Regions from separate parts of the Gossypium arboreum genome. Here all the other regions are linked to region 1. Evidence: chromatin contacts called from public Hi-C data. All regions are on one chromosome and are shown on one strand. Each heading gives the region's core, a stretch centred on a gene start, on an enhancer-like site or on the middle of the called end of the contact. The rest is flanking DNA. Distances are from core to core; before and after follow the strand shown. Region 1 holds the start of LOC108471141 (F-box protein At5g03970-like). Region 2 holds the start of LOC108471970. Region 3 holds the start of LOC108473779 (acidic leucine-rich nuclear phosphoprotein 32-related protein-like).

Region 1 (2,543 bases), core at 18-2,517:
ATATCAACAGGTTCGGGCAGAAACTTTAGAGATGGGTCTGGAACACCATAAGCCACAGGGTCAAGAGACATGAATGACGGCAGACCTGCTTGTGATTGGTAAAAGAAACCCGAGACAGAATGGAAAGAATTTGATTGATTGTGCGCAAAGAAAGGTGTTGATATTAGATGCTTCCAATCCCGACAAACTCCAAAGCACCGGAAAAGTGATTTAGCAGGAAGGTAACGAAGTGCATTCTCCCTTACTATGTCTTTTAGATCCATGTAAATCTTGTTGTTTTTGTTACCATAGAAGTTAGTCAGCTTTTTTCCTCGATCCATTTAACTTGAACTTCCCCCACTTCTCACACTGCAGCCAGATATACAACATTACCAAAAAACCATTTAAAAGAACACAAATAATTACCCTAACAACATAGAATGGCGAAAGCCTGAAACAAAGTTACTATTACCAAAATTATACGTGCATAAATGCTTCAAAGACTATTCACGGTTCAAGAGTGACTTGAGATGGGTTCACTTACGAAATTTACCTTGAGAAATCAATATTTCTTTTTCAAAAATAACGTTAATCGTCCAAAATTTCAAAAATCTAAAAATAAAACTCAAACTTAATATCAGAATTCGCCAGACCTCCAAAGCACCCAATTTCACATCGATTCCTTTTATTTTCTTTTTCCAGTATTCAGAAGTACAGAATTTAATAATTCGAATCCGCAAATTAAAAAGGAAGGGGTTTCATTCTTTCTTTTTTTTTTTTTCCTTTTTTCTAGTTTTCTTTTGACTTTCCCCTATTCATTTTCTCGGCAACCAAACACATTGTAAGCGCATAAAAACCTAATGAAAAGCTAAAATTAAGAATTAACTAAAAAATAGGTACCACTAGTAAAAAGAGGAAACCGAAAACAGCAAACTCAAGAGAGAGAAAAGAAACATTAATTAAAGAGCAGAAGCCTAATGAACATAATTAAGGACATAAGCAGAGCTAAGAGAGCGATTAAAGGACAAAAATAAAAGCGAAATTATTATTAAAAGTGAAGAAAGTGAGTGAGAAGCGATACCTGTAAGATCTTTTACTTGGCTTTGATGTTGTTGATCTGACAAAGAGCTTTTTCATCTAGACTTTGGAGAGAAGTTTTTGATTTTGCTTGGGCCCTTCCTTTTTCGGCTAATATATAAAATTAATAACCTAGAGCAGTCTTCACGTCTATATGGAGTGTTTGGATATATGGATTTTGTAATAATTTCAATGGAAGACAGAAATTTAAAAAAATTTACTCTCTTTCAACTTTAATTTAACTCTTTGCCAGCGTTTCATCTTCTCTCATTTCAATCAAACGTCAAATATTACATTTCATTAAATATTTTAAAAATATAATAATAATTTACGAATTTATTCTTATTATATAAAATATAATATTTATATATTTAATTTTTATAATAAATTTTATTGTTATCAAATATTTGAATTAAACATTTAATATTAAATTTTATTGGATCATTTTTACATTATTTTTTCAAGCCCCAATGTAACATAATTTATTTTAAGTATTGAATTTTTTTTAAATATAATACATAACCGTAATGAAATTTGATTGATCACTTATCTTATCTATTTTACTTCTAATTCTAAATGGGTTGCCAATCATTTGTTCATTCTCAAAATCATACAATAAGCCTTAATTTTTTTTCCTTTTCCTCATAAAGATTCATAAATATTATAATAAAATTAAATTTTCAATTAGTATATCGAAAAAGACAAAAAATAATAGAAAATAAATATAATATGAAAATGATATAATATATATATGATTAAATATGTATATAAAAAATAAGATTAAGGAAAAAACTTACTTCTCAAGAATTCATAGTAGTAATAGAGAAAATCAAATAATAGGAAGGAGGAAGGAGGCAATAACTTCTTTTTATTCTTCTTCTTCTTTTACATTTATGGATAGATTAATACCTAAACTAATATAAAATAGGTTAATTTAGTCTTGTTATTTTTTAAATTTCTAATCTACATGGGAAAAAACATTCCCACCTTTTATCATAGGAATTACATTATTATGTTCATAGGAAAATAACTTCCAAAAAAAAGTTAAATTTCAAGGAAAGTAAATAAAAATTGATATATCAAATGTTGAAATCGTTTTCCGATTGATTAAATTTCCAAGAAAGTGACCACTTTCCATCATACCAATGTTACCTTAATATTTATTCATTTTGTTATTTTGACTCTATTTTTTTTTACTTTGACTCTCAATCTTCGAAATTTAGTTAATTTGCTTTTTTATGAAAAAATTGACTAAATTATTAAAATTTTAAAGATACTAATGTGACAGCTCGTGTGACAATTTACATGTACTTAATCATTAACGTGAATAGATTTTTTTTAACCATTTATGAACTTTTTTTTATTTTTAAATATATTTTTTATTTTTTGAACTATTATGAAATAAAAATGAACTGTCATATGACTTATCACGTCAATGGGTTTAAATTTTTAATTGTCAAGTCAACTTTTCCTCTAAAAAAAACTTC
Region 2 (2,543 bases), core at 19-2,518, 170 kb before region 1:
CGCCCCTCATCTATTTTAAGGCCCTCAACTTTGTTAGCTCTCCGTCTCGCCATCGTTCGACCATGAAAATACTTTGTGTTTCTATCATCATTCTCTAACCAAGCAGTACGTGACTTTTGGAACCAAAGAAGTTCCTCATGATTTAACAAATCATCAATTTCTCCTCGTATTTTAGCCTCGCTTGAGACCAAGTGTGATGATCGCCTAACCTCCAAAATCCTTTGAACTCTACTAAGCTCCGACACCAGGTCTTTCTTTCGAGTATAAATGTTCCCATAGACCTTATTCCAGTTCTGTAACACCGCTATGAGTTGATCCAAATTCGAATCTACCTCAAGATCACTCCTCGAATGTGTGTTAAGAATGTACCTAAATTCTAAATGAAGTAGCCAACTTGCAAAAAATCTGAACGGTCGTTGACCACCACATTATTGTCTGATCTAAAAGCCACTAAGATCGGTCGTAAGATTTTAATCTCTGTAGATGTCGAACTGAATAGTTTGGTGCAAAATCCTTCCATTTCGAATTGCATAGAGCCTTATCCAAACGCTGAAACAAATTCCCTCTATTCCATGTGAATCAAGGCCCCCAAAACCCCATATCCTAGAGTCTATGATTGAAAACAACACCTTGAAATAAATCACAACTAAATACCACACGAGCTGCACCTTCTTTCCTGTTCGAACTATCCAAAATCGAATTAAAATCACTCGCTATAAGCCAAGGCTCATTAACAGATTCAACAATTAGGTCCAGAACCTTAGCTTGAGGACTCGTGTAAACTGCTGAACACATGAAACTAGTCGCTCCTTTCTTGCTACAAACTCTTATGTGGATCACTTGAGCATGTAGATGGATGGTTTCCATATGTATGTTATCATTCCATAAAAGTCAAATACCCCTAACAAAACCAATAGATTCAATTCGAAATGAATTTTGATATCCCAGTCTCCCAATTCTATCATCAGCTTTATTTCCACTGATCTGGGTTTCCACAAGACAAAATAAATCAATATTAAAATCTCGCATGTATTCCCTCACAAAATTATGAAACCTAGGATCACCAGTACGCATGCAATTCCAAAACATTAGTCTTGTGTCCATAAAAAAATATAATGGTAACAAGTCAACGAAAAACAAATCAAATTAGCAGTTAACTTCTGCTTGCCCGCCCACTGTTTCAGCCAAATCCTCAACCACCATTGCTTCTTCACTAGCTTGTTTTCTCAGCTTGTTGTCGTGCTTAATGTTATCAATAATCTCTCTCATGACTGTTCCGAGCTCTACCAAGGACTATTCTGAACCCCTGAACTCCATTTCTGGCGGTCTTGTTTGCGCCAACTCATCCATTAGTGTCGACCTCTGATCCATGCTTTCACTGACCATGCTTGACTCACCGAAGTTGAAGTTTACAGAATCGACCCCAAGCCCCGAAGTAGTCTGCCTTGCCTGAATAATTCTCACTGCTTTGTTCTTTCTACCATCTAAAAGGGCCTTGATTTGGACAGCCTGAAATCCAAATGGGTTCTCACCAGCCAATTCTAAAACCTTACCCATTTTTGCCCCATCATTCAAACCTTTTCGGCATTTCCCTAACAATAGCCCACCAGAGTTAGTAATGGGTTTCAAAACTTTAAGACTCACTTTTGGCCCACTTCTTCTTTGGTTTCACTTAGAGCAACAAAATGAATTGCATCACTTTGGACTTGCAACCATGTGGATATGATTTTCGCATCTAAAAAATATAAGATTGTAAAGTACTATAAATAAATGTGATTTCTCTACTTTTAAATTATTCTAAAATTGTTATTTTTCATAAGATTATTTTCATTTTTTTTTTGCAGTAAAATATATTTGGTTGTGTGTAATTTGTTGAACTTAAATCCCTCTAAGTTTTTTTTTGGAATTAAAACTTATAAATCTTTAGTATAATAATTTGCTCTCTTCTACTCCATACGCACAATAGATATAAAATCTGCTAGAATAGATGACTCTATACGCACAGCAGATATAAGATGTGCTAGAATAGATGATGACTAGAATAGATGATGATTGATGCGACCAAGGGCGAAGCTGGGGGGAGGGGGGAGCTGGCATGGGCCCCGCCCCCCTTAAAATGTAAATTTATTCTTTTGGTCTTTAAAATTTTTTAAAAATTTTAAATTAATAAATATAAAATTATACTTTGGCACTCTTAAAATTATAAAAATTTGATTTAATCCTTTACAAATTATAAAAATATAAACTATAAAAAAATAAAATTTTATCTGACCCCCTTTAAATATTTATTCTAAATTTGCCCCTGAATGCGATAAAACTAATTGGTTTGGATCTGGAGGGAAAAGCAAGTGTGGGTTGGTGATAGCTGAGACGCCAAGATGTTGGTCACCTATGCGTGAATATTGACATGGGCGATTTCAACCATAGTTTCGAAAAGGTTAAGAACATGATAATTTTTACATGTGATTGAAAATTGTTTTCATTTGTTAATTGATGTTTGCTTTATTAGTAAGAGGTTGGTATTAAAGTTTCTTCAAAAGTAT
Region 3 (2,543 bases), core at 24-2,523, 170 kb after region 1:
GGCCTAACCCATTTACCCTTCCACCCGTGTCTGTCTCTTCTTCATCTGCATCACTCTCTTCATCCTCATCAACATCAACAATCCCTTCACCTCCTTCACTATGCCCGTTATTCATTCTGTACTGCCTATCATCACCATCAACCTCCCCACTCCCAGGATCATCTTCATCATCCTCATCCTCATCCTCTTCATCTTCCTCTTCCTCCTCATCATCCGATTCTGGCCTTTCATTTTCCTCGGCGTCCATTTTATCTAAATATTTCAACGATTTAATCAACCCAAAAACCCTAGATCGATAATCCTTGACCCTGGTAACCGGGCACTCATATAGATCGAGGGAAACAAGCTTAAGCTGGGCAAGAGGGGCAAGAGCCTCTATATATTGAATCCGGTTATTAGACAAGTCAAGGTCCCGGAGCGAGTCAAGACCAGCTTCAACGAGGAATTCTAGGCCACCGGCTATTCTATTGTCTGAAAGGATTAATTTCTGGAGATTTCGAAGACGAGGAAACTGTTCTAGAGATGAAACACCGATATTGGCAATTGAAAGGTGTAGAAGATTCTCAAATTTTTCCAAAAGGCTCGGCGGCGGGAGGCGACCTTGAACACACTTCACCGCACCGTCAAGTGTCAAGGTTCTAACCGCCGCGTGGTCCGCTTGCCCGTCTAACGCTGTCTCCACCGCTCTCTCCCAGATCTCATCCATCAAATTCCACACCGTTTTTATCTCATATAGCCCCTATTTATATCAACAAAATACCAGATATAAAGCTTGTTTCTTATATTTCTAAAGTGAAATGGTTCAAAAGGATGGTTCGAAAGGGACGAGATTATGGAGTGTCATTCCAGAAAAGAGGAAAGTTAATAATAGTACAAGAAATTCAAATGGAGGAAACTACAAATTTTGAGTAAAACTTAAACGAAACCCTAACCCTAGATTTTGAAGATCGAGGAGAGGTTGTTCTGTTTTAATCTATTTCGGATGGCTTTAAACCCTAAATATTTTTATTTTTACCAGATGTACGGGATTTGTTCTTTCAAGTTCCAAACTTGAGAATAAAAACTCAAACACAGAGATTAAATAAATAAAAAGAACCATAACAATTTCCTCTCCTTTTTCTTTTTTTTCTTTTTTTTTTCCTCCCTCTCTCTCTCTCACTTTTCTCTTTTTATTGGTTATAAGAGTGGACGAGTCGGGATAAACCTCGAGCAGAGAAGGTGGGACCGGAGGGGGTGGGGGGGGGGGAACTAGACGGCTCGTGGTTCGTGGCTGCGGTTTTGTTTTAGCGGGGGAGGTGGTTTTGTGAATTATTGGACGAAGGTGAACCAATGGATTGAGGAAGACACGGATCGTTGACGTGGATAAAATGAACGGTAGAAATTTCAGGTTGGTGTGTTTGTTCTCGAGAAGGATGTAGACAGATGAGAGATAATGAACTGGAGCGCAGGTTTGACACGTCATTTTGATTGTAAATATCGGGAATATTAGGAGAATGCCTATTAAGTTGGAGGAAATTACGGAACTGCCATCGGGCGTTGTAATTAGCAGGCCCAGCTTCCTATGGCCCAAACTCAGAATTTCCATGACAATGACAGTAGTAAAATAACAACACTACACCACAGCAATGGGAATAAATTCTTAGCTTTGCCACCAAGGAGATTTTAAATTGCAACCCTGAAGCGTGGCGCTCATCGCTGAAAGCACAAATGATGCTATCACTGTCCACACTGAATATCGATGTAAACCATGAAACAACTATCGCAATGTGACATTACGACTGTTATTTTTAATCCTGCAAAACTAGTGAAAGTATAAGCAGGTGTATAAAACAGGAATAAATGTATCGTTATTAATTATGATGTTCGACAACAATTCAAGCCAGGACCAGTTCTAAATTATCATTTGGAATCTCCACTCGGATTGGTAACTTTACTTCCATTTTGAGTCCCGGATCCTTTAAGCTCAGCAAAACCTGGTGGCAACTTTGGAGGATGCACAATAGGCATGTTTGGCGAAGGCCCTGATGAGGCTGGCGAACGAAATGGCCAAGTGATGGTACTCACATTTGAAGCAGGAGAGCTTGAGAATTGGCTGGGCCTTAGGGAACTACTAGCACCCTTGGTATCTGTCTTTGGCATATCTACTTTATGTTCCGACTCTGGACAGCTTGGTTGTGCTTCTCTAATGTCTCCTCCAATGGTAGTCTGGTTTTTATCTCCTACCGTCCTAACACCGGGAGCCCCAAACTGAAGCCAGGGCTGCCTGAAATGTGGTGGCCGGTTCAACATAGCAGCATGGGTTCCAGAAGAATTTCCATTGTTTTCTGCATCATCTTTGCCTCTAGCTTGAAGGCCGGCTTCTGACACGTCATTAGGCTTAATTGGCTTTGAGTCTTGCTGCTTATCTCGGTCTGCTGTAGAACTCAGATCAATTGAATCAACTCTAGGCACTGAAGATCGGCCTGTGGCAATTGTAGTTGTAGGAAATGCTTTCTCGGGAGGGACAGCTGGAGTATAATTAGACGGAAGTAGATCATCCCAAT

Evidence for each region. A called contact is a pair of places that touch in the nucleus more often than the background predicts.
Region 2: a contact with region 1 is called in a Hi-C map of leaf, with 5 times the contacts expected there. The contact joins the promoter of LOC108471970 here to the promoter of LOC108471141 in region 1. A contact is called at or near these places in 2 of 5 Hi-C or Micro-C datasets (both in leaf).
Region 3: a contact with region 1 is called in a Hi-C map of leaf, with 2.8 times the contacts expected there. The contact joins the promoter of LOC108473779 here to the promoter of LOC108471141 in region 1. A contact is called at or near these places in 2 of 5 Hi-C or Micro-C datasets (both in leaf).

What each region holds. Positions count from the first base shown.
Region 1 is chr11:27,750,662-27,753,204 of ASM2569848v2, forward strand. LOC108471141 (F-box protein At5g03970-like) reads right to left here and starts at 1,268. Exons shown (of 2, transcript XM_017772732.2): 1 at 1,061-1,268; 2 at 1-348. The coding sequence starts at 320.
Region 2 is chr11:27,584,714-27,587,256 of ASM2569848v2, forward strand. LOC108471970 reads right to left here and starts at 1,269. Exons shown (of 2, transcript XM_017773505.1): 1 at 1,169-1,269; 2 at 1-369. The coding sequence starts at 1,269.
Region 3 is chr11:27,917,739-27,920,281 of ASM2569848v2, forward strand. It overlaps LOC108473779 (acidic leucine-rich nuclear phosphoprotein 32-related protein-like), which reads right to left and starts at 1,274. Exons shown (of 2, transcript XM_017775530.2): 1 at 1-1,274. The coding sequence starts at 706. LOC108474177 (plant-specific TFIIB-related protein 1) reads right to left here. Exons shown (of 3, transcript XM_053022052.1): 3 at 1,645-2,543. The coding sequence ends at 1,900.